Regions from separate parts of the Triticum aestivum genome. Here region 2 is linked to region 1. The links are chromatin contacts, called in public Hi-C maps. All regions are on one chromosome and are shown on one strand. The core of a region is the stretch at or near the end of the contact, and the rest is flanking DNA. Distances in the headings are between cores, read along the strand shown. Region 1 holds the start of LOC123182605 (TLC domain-containing protein 4). Region 2 holds the start of LOC123182606 (probable xyloglucan glycosyltransferase 7).

Region 1 (4,605 bases), core at 1,045-3,544:
TTTAGGCTGTATCGCATTTGACCTTAGCTTATAAAGTCATAATGAATACTGAACTGAGGTCAAACAAATGAAATATATCTACAAATAAATACAAACCTTAATAAGCAATTATGTACTGCTAAGCAAAATTTCTTCGTTCAACTGGTGGCTGGCGCCTGATCTACACTCATCAGTGTAATCATGGTTTGGAAGGGCGAATAAAACCAATACGAGTCAAACTCAAAATTTATTTGTGTTAGCTCAACCAAAAATACGTATGAGTTAGCTCAACCAAAATCCGTTTGAGTTAGCTCAACCAAAATCCGTTTGCGTTAGCTTAACCATAACATGGTGTGGCTTTAGGCTGTATCGCATTTGACCTTAGCTTACAAAGTCATAATGAATACTGAACTGAGGTCAAACAAATGAAATATATCTACAAATAAATACAACCTTAATAAGCAATTATGTACTGCTAAGCAAAATTTCTTTGTTCAACTGGTGGCTGGTGCCTGGTCTACACTCATCAGTGTAATCACGGTTTGGAAGGGTGAATAAAACCAATACGATCAAACTCAAAATTTATTTGTGTTAGCTCAACCAAAGATGCGTTTGAGTTAGCTCAACCAAAATACATTTGAGTTAGCTCAACCAAAATCCGTTTGCGTTAGCTTAACCATAACATGGTGGGGCTCAAAGCCGCATCACATTTGACCTTAGCTTATAAAGTCACAGTGAATACTGAACTGAGGTCAAACAAATAAAGTATATCTGCAAATAAATACAAAACCTTAATAAGCAAATATGTACTGCTAAGCAAATTTTCTTTGCTCAACTGGCGCCTAATCTACACTCATCAGTGTAATCACGGGTTTGGAAAGGGTGAATAAAACCAATACGAATTGACATGTTACAGAAAAAAAAAACTCAAAATATAATGAGAACATTTTCTAATTAATAGATTAAAGTTGAGCGCCCACATGAAACTCAGTAAGTCAAACTACATGAACATGAAAAGAAGTTTAACACATTTTTTGCCCAATCAACATGCTACACAAAAAGGTTATTGCACGGTTACTAGTAGAGTGGTCATAAGACTTAACAGAACAAGGGTGAATGACATTACCAATTTGCACATCAGGATCCCCCCGAGCACAGCAGCGTATGGAGCATACGAGTCTGCGAGCAAGTAGTCCCTGACAAGAACCTCTTTGTACTTGTAGGCTTTAAATGCCATGGCTGGAGCCGCAGGCACATCCATATCCAGATTTCTGGCCACTCAACAGCCTAATGAAGAAAGCAGACAGAGATATTTAAGTAGCAGCAGTTACTAATTGAGAATGTGCATGCATGAAAGCTCACAGGACTAATGAGCATTTCGCGATATCTACAATTATGGTGTCCCGGCCCAATTATCTCCAGCCAGGTACAGCAAACAACCTTCCATCACATGGGTAACGGATCAACGATTTCAGGAGACAAATCGCTATCAGAGAAGACATGTTTTGTTTTGATTCTTCTACAATTAGTACTCAAGAGAAGACGAAAAGTGGAAGTAAACGCCAGCATTTAGCCCTGTCCCATGCAAATGCAACCAACTGTAGTAAAAGTGAAGTTCCGCTGCAATCAGGGGAAAACCAGGCTTGAACTGGTAGAAAGTAGGTACAGTATCCATCCATCCAGGACGGTAACAAGCAGCAGACGCGCTGCCCGTGGACTGTGTGTGAGGTGGCCAAGCCAGCGCGTGCTAGAACTACAACTAATAAAAGATCAGGCGCAGCAGCGTCTCTACCGTCGATCCCACTCCCCCAACATACCAGAGGTTCAAAAAAAAAAAGAGGTTTAACCGAGCTCCCCAAATCCCCCGCGGGAAACCGCCGCCAGGACCGGGTCTGCCCTCTTTCAATCTCCACAGATTAGTCGGAATCCAAGCTTCCAGTTCCAGTCCTCCAAGCACGCGAGCAGAGCAAGCTGAAGCGCAGAAGGAGCGGGGCAGGGGGGAGGGAGGGGGAGCTCACCTGACCGACCTGAGCGTGGCGAGGCGAGGTTGCGGGGAGCGGAGGAGCTTGTGGTCGCCGCGGGGCCTGGTTGGGGTTGGGGTTGGGCTGGAGGGGAAGCGAGCGCGGCGGATTCCTTGTCTCCTCCTCTGGTGGTAGTCCTCTTGGCAAAGCTTTGCTTGTGTCCCAGTTCTTGCTTGGCTATTGGAGGGGAAGGGTGGGGTGGGAGCGAGGAGAAAGCGCTGGACTGGATGGAAGGAATCCGCAGACGAGACGATGCCCACGGGCCACGGCAAGAGAGAAAATTCCGGGAGAAGGATTTCGCTCCACGGCAGGAGCATTATTGCGACGCGGCCGGAGCAATAAATAATGCAAAGTGCTGTCGCGGCCGGAGAAATAAGTTAATTAAATAAATACGAGTATATAAACAAATAAATAAAGTACGATGCTAGTTTTCTTTTCGAGAAACTAGTAGTACACGGCGATCGGAACGGGTCGCGAAGCCTCGCTCGCTCGTTCGTGCGCGTCCCCGGCCGCGACACGTGGCATCACTTCGTTCCGCCGGTGCAAATAAACAAGTTCATGAATGGTTTTCATTAAATTAGTTTTTTTCTAACACGGTATACCTTTTTTTAGAAAACATCCGACCTATGCGTCTTCGATCATTACGACAAACACCAGAAATAATAAAAATTACATCCATATCCCTTGATTACCTAGTGACGACTACAAGTACTGAAGCATTGCCCCTCCCTTGCCGGAGCCGGGCAAAACTTGTGGCAGTAGACAGTCGGTAAGTCGTCGTGCTAAGACCACATAGGACCAGCGTAGTAGAACAGCAGCCGCCGTCGATATATAGTACTCCCTCCGTTCCATAATGTAGTGCCTATAGATTTTTGCGAAAGTCAAACATTACAAACTTTGACCATATTTATAGAGAAATGTAGGTACATCTAGAATACCAAATGCACATCATTGGATACATCATGAGTTATATTTTCAGAATGTACATGTTTGATATTGTAGATGTAGACTGTTTTCTCTATACACTTGGTTAAAGTTGGCAAAGTTTGACTTCCACAAAAATCTATAGGCACTACATTATGGAATGGAGGGAGTAGCGTAGATCGGAAGGATCCAACCTGAAAACACATGAACATAGACGAACTACGACTAGATCCAAGCAAATCCACCAATTACAGATCCGCCGAAGGCACACCTCCACGCGCTCACCGATGATGCTAGACACACCATCGAAACAGGGGCTAGGTGGGGAGAATCTTATTCCATCTTCAGGGAGCCGCCGCCGTCTCGTCTTTCTGAGCAGGACACAAACTCTAACAAAACGCGAAGATATAAATAAAAAGAAAGCCCTCTGGCCGACGAAGGCCGAGATCCACCGCGCCGCCATGGCCCTAAGGCCATCGAAGATGAGGCAGACCGACGGCGGTGCCGGCGGGAGGCAGGGGAACCCTAGACTTTTCTTGGGGGAGGCAGGCCGATTGTGTTGGAACCAGAGCAGGAAACGGAAGGGTCCCTAACATGGTGTACTTACAAACATAGATGCCCACATACCCTATTACCACATTCAAAGCCGACACAACATCTTGAAATTGATGAAGTTGCCACAGGTGCTTTGTAGTCTAAAAAAATTAAAATAAACATCACCTAGAAGATTGTGTTAGAACCAGAGCAGGAAACGGAAGGGTCCCCAAGTCTGAATAAACATCACCTAGAAGATTAAAATAAACCCAAAAAATACAAGCATTATTGTCAAGTTTAGAAAAAGATTTTATAAGTCATATGTGCATCTAAAAGGGCTGCAAAAGAAAAAGTAGACACAAAATCAATAATTCAATTCGGTGTCTGGACTCATCTACACATGATAAACAGTGAAAATACAAAAAAATGCAGAAAAAGTCAAAAGAAATCTTTTGTATGTGTGTGGCGTAAGATGCTCAAGCATGATGTTTGTGAAAATTTTAGGGTGTTTGGGCACTCGAGGAGCTCATGGCAAAAAAGACAAATTCCATGTGTCTTTTTTGTCATGAGCTCTTTGGATATCCAAGCTTCAGACATTACGCACATGAACATCTTGTATCGTAAAATAATCAATTTCTTTTGCTATTTAAAACGCTTTTAATGGTCACACCCGGGCTCATCTGAGCCAGTAGTACTTGCAAAAGTTGAGTTACGAAAATGTGATCTTGTTTCTCTGAATGACGCGGCCAGGACAGCGGACAGATATCTTTGGTCACCAGCATCTGCAAAAATGTGCATGATTTGATTGACTAGCTGCTTTGGGGGCATTACCGGTGAACATCACGCCGATTGGATGTACTATGGTGCTGATTTTATTTCGTGATGCCCGCTGTTCATCGGTTGCTTTCTCCCTGCTTGGAACGGACGGGTTGCATACCAGATGCTACACTGAGGAATAAGTATTTTTTGTGTCACAAACTTCTCAGGAATCTTGCAGATAAAGTGATAGGTGCGTCGACTAAAGTTGCAGAAGATCCTAGACACAAAATATAGTACACTACAACATGTGTACTTGGAAAAGTTGCACTGCAAAAATGTGGGTTTTCATTTCCTGAATGATGCAGCCACGAGACATATTCGTCATCTG
Region 2 (4,605 bases), core at 939-3,438, 800 kb after region 1:
TCCTTCGTGCGGGAGTCTGGACTGATCCCAAGCCCGCTTCTGACTGCCATGGCCCACCAACCCCCCTCCCGCTTATTTTCGGTCAGCGCCGCTCCAGAGCGTCAGCACCCGCATTCATGCCCGGCCAGAGCGGACGTGACCGCTCACTGGAGCCGGCACTGAAGCGGCACGCCGGCCGAGAGAGCGCCGCCCGTCTGTCCGTCTGCATTGATGGCATGCGGTTGCCGAGGCGTCTCCTCTGGCGCCACCCGTCTGTCCCTCTGCCACCCGCCGGTGCTATATAAACTGTTGCCCCGGTGCCCCGGCCATAGCCAAAGTCATCTCTCTCCGCACCACTCCCCACCATGGATCCCTTCGCGGCCAAAGTTCTCTAGGGTGGGCTAACGTCGGAATAGAATAAGGCCATGGCCGCCATTGCTGCCGACTGGCAGGCCGGCAGGCGGCTGGAGGATGCCTCTGACGATGACGTGCAAATGGAGGACACCTCCGACGACGAGCCAGCACCACCCTCCTCTCCTCTGCGGCACCCTCCTCCTCCGCTCCACCCTTGCCGGTGCATTGCACCACGACCATTGGTGAGGCCCGTGCCCATTATATGGACATGGTGCGGGAGGAACAGTTCTAGGAGGCGCAGGCCGACACCAACTGCAACCACAACCTCCTCCAGGAGCATCTGCAAGCGGAGGAATAGGTCGCCGCCGGCAGGGCGGTCGCGCCGGACGCAGACCTGGCGAAGCAGGTGGCGCTGCTCGAGTCGTACCGCTTCGCGCACGGATCCGCCTCGCCCGCTGGCGGTACCGGCAGTGGGTGGCGGAGAAGGCGGCCGCCGGCAAGGAGTGCGACGACGACGCGGGCGAGACATTGTTCGGCGACACCGACGACGAGGAGTTCGCACCCTCGCGCCACAACCACGAAGAAGCCGGCACGTCCGTGGGCGTCGCCGACAGTGAGGAAGAGTAGTGCACGGTAGGTCGCCGCCGCTTGTGCCCCAGGAAGGCCGTCGCTCCTCCCCTCCCGTCGACACCAAGCTTGGTGGGATCACCATCTTCGGCCGATTAGTCGCTTGGCGGCGATGTGGAGGCGAACAACTTCAGTTCCCGGGGCTCCGGAGGAGGAGGTTACTGAGGCGGAGCTGGAGAGTGCCGAGTCGGAAGTGGAGTTGGTGAAGCTTCAGTTCTCGGGGCTGATGGCCAGACACGGGGAACGGGTGCCGCCGTGCCGGCGACCATTTAGATTAGGTATTAACTATATCTTTAGAGTCAGACTAGCATCCCTTTGATGTAAATATAATGAAATCCGTAATGTTTATATAGAATCCGGCCTTATTTGCACGAATTTCATTCGGTTTATCGAAAAAGAGTTTGAAATATATACTACTAGCATTGGATGTCGTCCTCCCGCATCCGTATCCTCGGACTGGTTCCTGTCCGCGGACAGACGTGGAAGGATTTTTACGGGTTGCCATTTGAGATACCCTGACCCACCGTTTCCTGCCAGTTTGCACGTACCTCCAGCACTCCCCGTGTTAAAATGCTGCAGACAGAACCGTGTCAATCTTCTCCACGTTTGTGTGCCTATTTGTCTGTTTAGTTGCAGATGCTAATCCTGTCCCCGGTATTCAGAGATTCGGCTGATCACTTTCCCTTTTGTTGTTTACCACGGATTACGTTTGTTAATAGAATCGCGGCTCAGTTTGTCCCCATCTCCAGCCAAGTGGCGCAGATCTAATCTGATCCCGGCCTTTTTTGCCCTTTCCCCCAATATTTTTGGCCCATAATCCGCCCCCATGCACCCCGAATTTCCCACCTTGGACCCTGACCGCTCGGCCGTTTTGACCGGCGCGGCAGCGGCATGCAGCACGTAGTAGCAAGCTGCCGGCCAGAGCGCGCGCCGGCTGCCGTGGCACCGACAGGCGACAGCCCAGGCCGCAGCCCAACCGCACGCAACGAATACACCGACGTGCGCCGAACTCCTTCGCCTCGCCACGCACCGCGCCCACGCACGTTGATCTCATCTCGCCAGAAGCAGCGCCGAAGCGTCCGTCCAAACCCGGCACCGGCTCCGCTGCTCGTTTCGGTTCACCACGGCCGGGCGGGCGGGTCGGTCGTGTGCGCGCCTGTGCGCGTCTCGGGGCGCCAAAGAAGCGTTTTTTATTCCGCCGGGTCGGGCGGTAGGAGGGGTCGACGCGGCGGTGGCGAGGCTACAAATAAACAAAGCGGGGGAGGGGGAGCTCGTATCGTATCCTGGAGCGCGAGAGCGAGCGACGTGGTGAGCTGTTCTTCCCCCCTCCCCTCTTCGTGGCCTGCTAGTCTGCGTGCTCTGGCGGGTGCGTCCGTCCGTCCTCCAGGGGGGCTATTAAGGGCGTCCAGCTGATGTCCTCTATGAGCGGGTAAAGCGGCGCCGAGGAGGAGCAGGAAGAAGCGCCATTCTTCGTGGGCTGCCTGGGAGAGTTCTTGGCTGCTGCTGCTGCTGTCGTTTGTCTGAGGTCGGAGGTTGACCAAGGGTGGCAATGGCGCCGTCGTTCTGGGGGAGGGAGGCGAGGCTGAGCGACGGGGGCGGCGGGACGCCGGTGGTGGTCAAGATGGAGAACCCCAACTGGTCGATTTCGGAGATGGAGCAGGAGGCGGTGCCGGGGTCGCCGGCGGGGCTGGCGGCCGGCAAGGCCGGGCGCGGCAAGAACGCGCGCCAGATCACCTGGGTGCTGCTCCTCAAGGCGCACCGCGCGGCGGGGCGCCTCACGGGGGCGGCCTCCGCGGCGCTCGCCGTCGCCGCCGCCGCGCGCCGGCGGGTGGCGGCCGGACGGACGGACGGGGACGCCGCGCCCGGGGAGAGCACGGCCCTGCGCGCGCGCTTCTACGGCTGCCTCAGGCTCTTCGTTGTGCTCTCCATGCTGCTGCTCGCCGTCGAGGTGGCCGCCTACCTCCAGGGCTGGCACCTCCAGATGCCCGAGATGCCCGAGATGCCGGGCCAGCTCGCCATGGACGGCCTCCTCGCCGTCGACGGGCTCGCCGCCTCCGCCTACGCCGGCTGGATGCGCGTCCGCCTCCAGTACATCGCGCCGCCGCTGCAGTTCCTCACCAACTCCTGCGTCGTGCTCTTCATGATCCAGAGCGTCGACCGCCTCGTCCTCTGCCTCGGCTGCCTCTGGATCAAGCTCCGGGGCATCAAGCCCGTGCCCATCGCCGCCGACAAGGACGACGTCGAGGCCGGCGACGAGGACTTCCCCATGGTCCTCGTGCAGATGCCCATGTGCAACGAGCGAGAGGTAAGCTCCAATCATCATCTGCTTCTTGCTTCCCAATCGATCTTGAGCTGCAATTGGAGCTTCAGTATTCGACTAGGACAGCCTAAATTCCAGGTAGAGTGGGGGAAGATGCTACCGTCTGGGGATTCGGGTTAAGCGTAGACTGCATTTTGTTCGGATCTTTGTCCTGACTTCTCCAACCACAACTCTGATGCTCTCTGACGTTGATGTGTTCGTACTTCATATGAATCTCATACCAACAACAAACTCCGTGATTTGCTTTACAAAAGGCCGAATTTGGTTTGCGGTTGGGATTCATATCATCTCTACTTTCTTTAAGGCACACTTATTAATCCAAATCTCGGACTAGAACTTTGTCGTCACCGGTCACCAGATAATAATTGAGGAGGCATGTGATTGGAGATCAAGGTGACAAGCTATGGCGCACTACTTAATTTGGGAAGTGGCTAAGAAAAGATACTAAAATTTTCAATCAACTACTAGTACACTTCTTTTGGGAAAATCTTATAGGTAATTTGTTGTTGTAAAAAGTTGTAGTCCGGTTCAATAAACTTATTTCATTTGGATGTCTGCAGGTCTACCAGCAATCCATTGGCGCAATTTGCGCTCTCGACTGGCCAAGGTCAAATTTCTTGGTGCAGGTGCTGGACGACTCCGATGATGCTACCACCTCGGCGCTCATCAAGGAGGAGGTTGAGAAATGGCAGCGGGAGGGCGTGCGCATAGTATACAGGCACCGGGTGATCCGGGACGGATACAAGGCTGGAAACCTCAAATCAGCAATGAACTGCAGCTATGTGAAAGACTATGAATACGTTGTCATCTTCGATGCCGATTTCCAGCCACAGGCGGATTTCCTGAAGCGCGCCATGCCCCATTTCAAGGTTTGACTCGACTGAGCAATTCTTACTGATGTGGTTGTATTGCTGCTTCATTTATCTGACATTCAATCCTATCAGTTATGTTTTTGTCCTGACAAATTCGATGTGCAACCTACAGGGGAAGGACGATGTTGGGTTGGTTCAGGCAAGATGGTCTTTCGTGAACAACGATGAGAACCTGTTGACTAGATTACAGAACATAAACCTGTGCTTCCACTTCGAGGTGGAGCAGCAAGTGAATGGAGCGTTTCTCAACTTCTTCGGGTTCAATGGGACTGCTGGAGTGTGGAGAATCAAGGCTCTTGAGGACTCCGGTGGCTGGATGGAGAGGACAACGGTGGAGGACATGGACATTGCTGTCCGAGCACATCTCAAGGGGTGGAAGTTCCTCTACCTGAATGATGTTGAGGTACTGGCACAAGTTTCCCTATGACTTATGCAGAGTTTACCTTTGCATAG

Evidence for each region. Hi-C and Micro-C count contacts between places; a contact is called where the count stands out from the background.
Region 2: a Hi-C map of leaf shows a contact between it and region 1, with 2.8 times the contacts expected there. The contact joins the promoter of LOC123182606 here to the promoter of LOC123182605 in region 1. A contact is called at or near these places in 2 of 5 Hi-C or Micro-C datasets (both in leaf).

Annotation. Positions count from the first base shown.
Region 1 is chr1D:426,288,281-426,292,885 of IWGSC CS RefSeq v2.1, forward strand. LOC123182605 (TLC domain-containing protein 4) reads right to left here and starts at 2,295. Exons shown (of 9, transcript XM_044595239.1): 1 at 1,998-2,295; 2 at 1,106-1,266. The coding sequence starts at 1,240.
Region 2 is chr1D:427,090,503-427,095,107 of IWGSC CS RefSeq v2.1, forward strand. LOC123182606 (probable xyloglucan glycosyltransferase 7) reads left to right here and starts at 2,189. Exons shown (of 5, transcript XM_044595241.1): 1 at 2,189-3,265; 2 at 3,841-4,149; 3 at 4,265-4,555. The coding sequence starts at 2,510.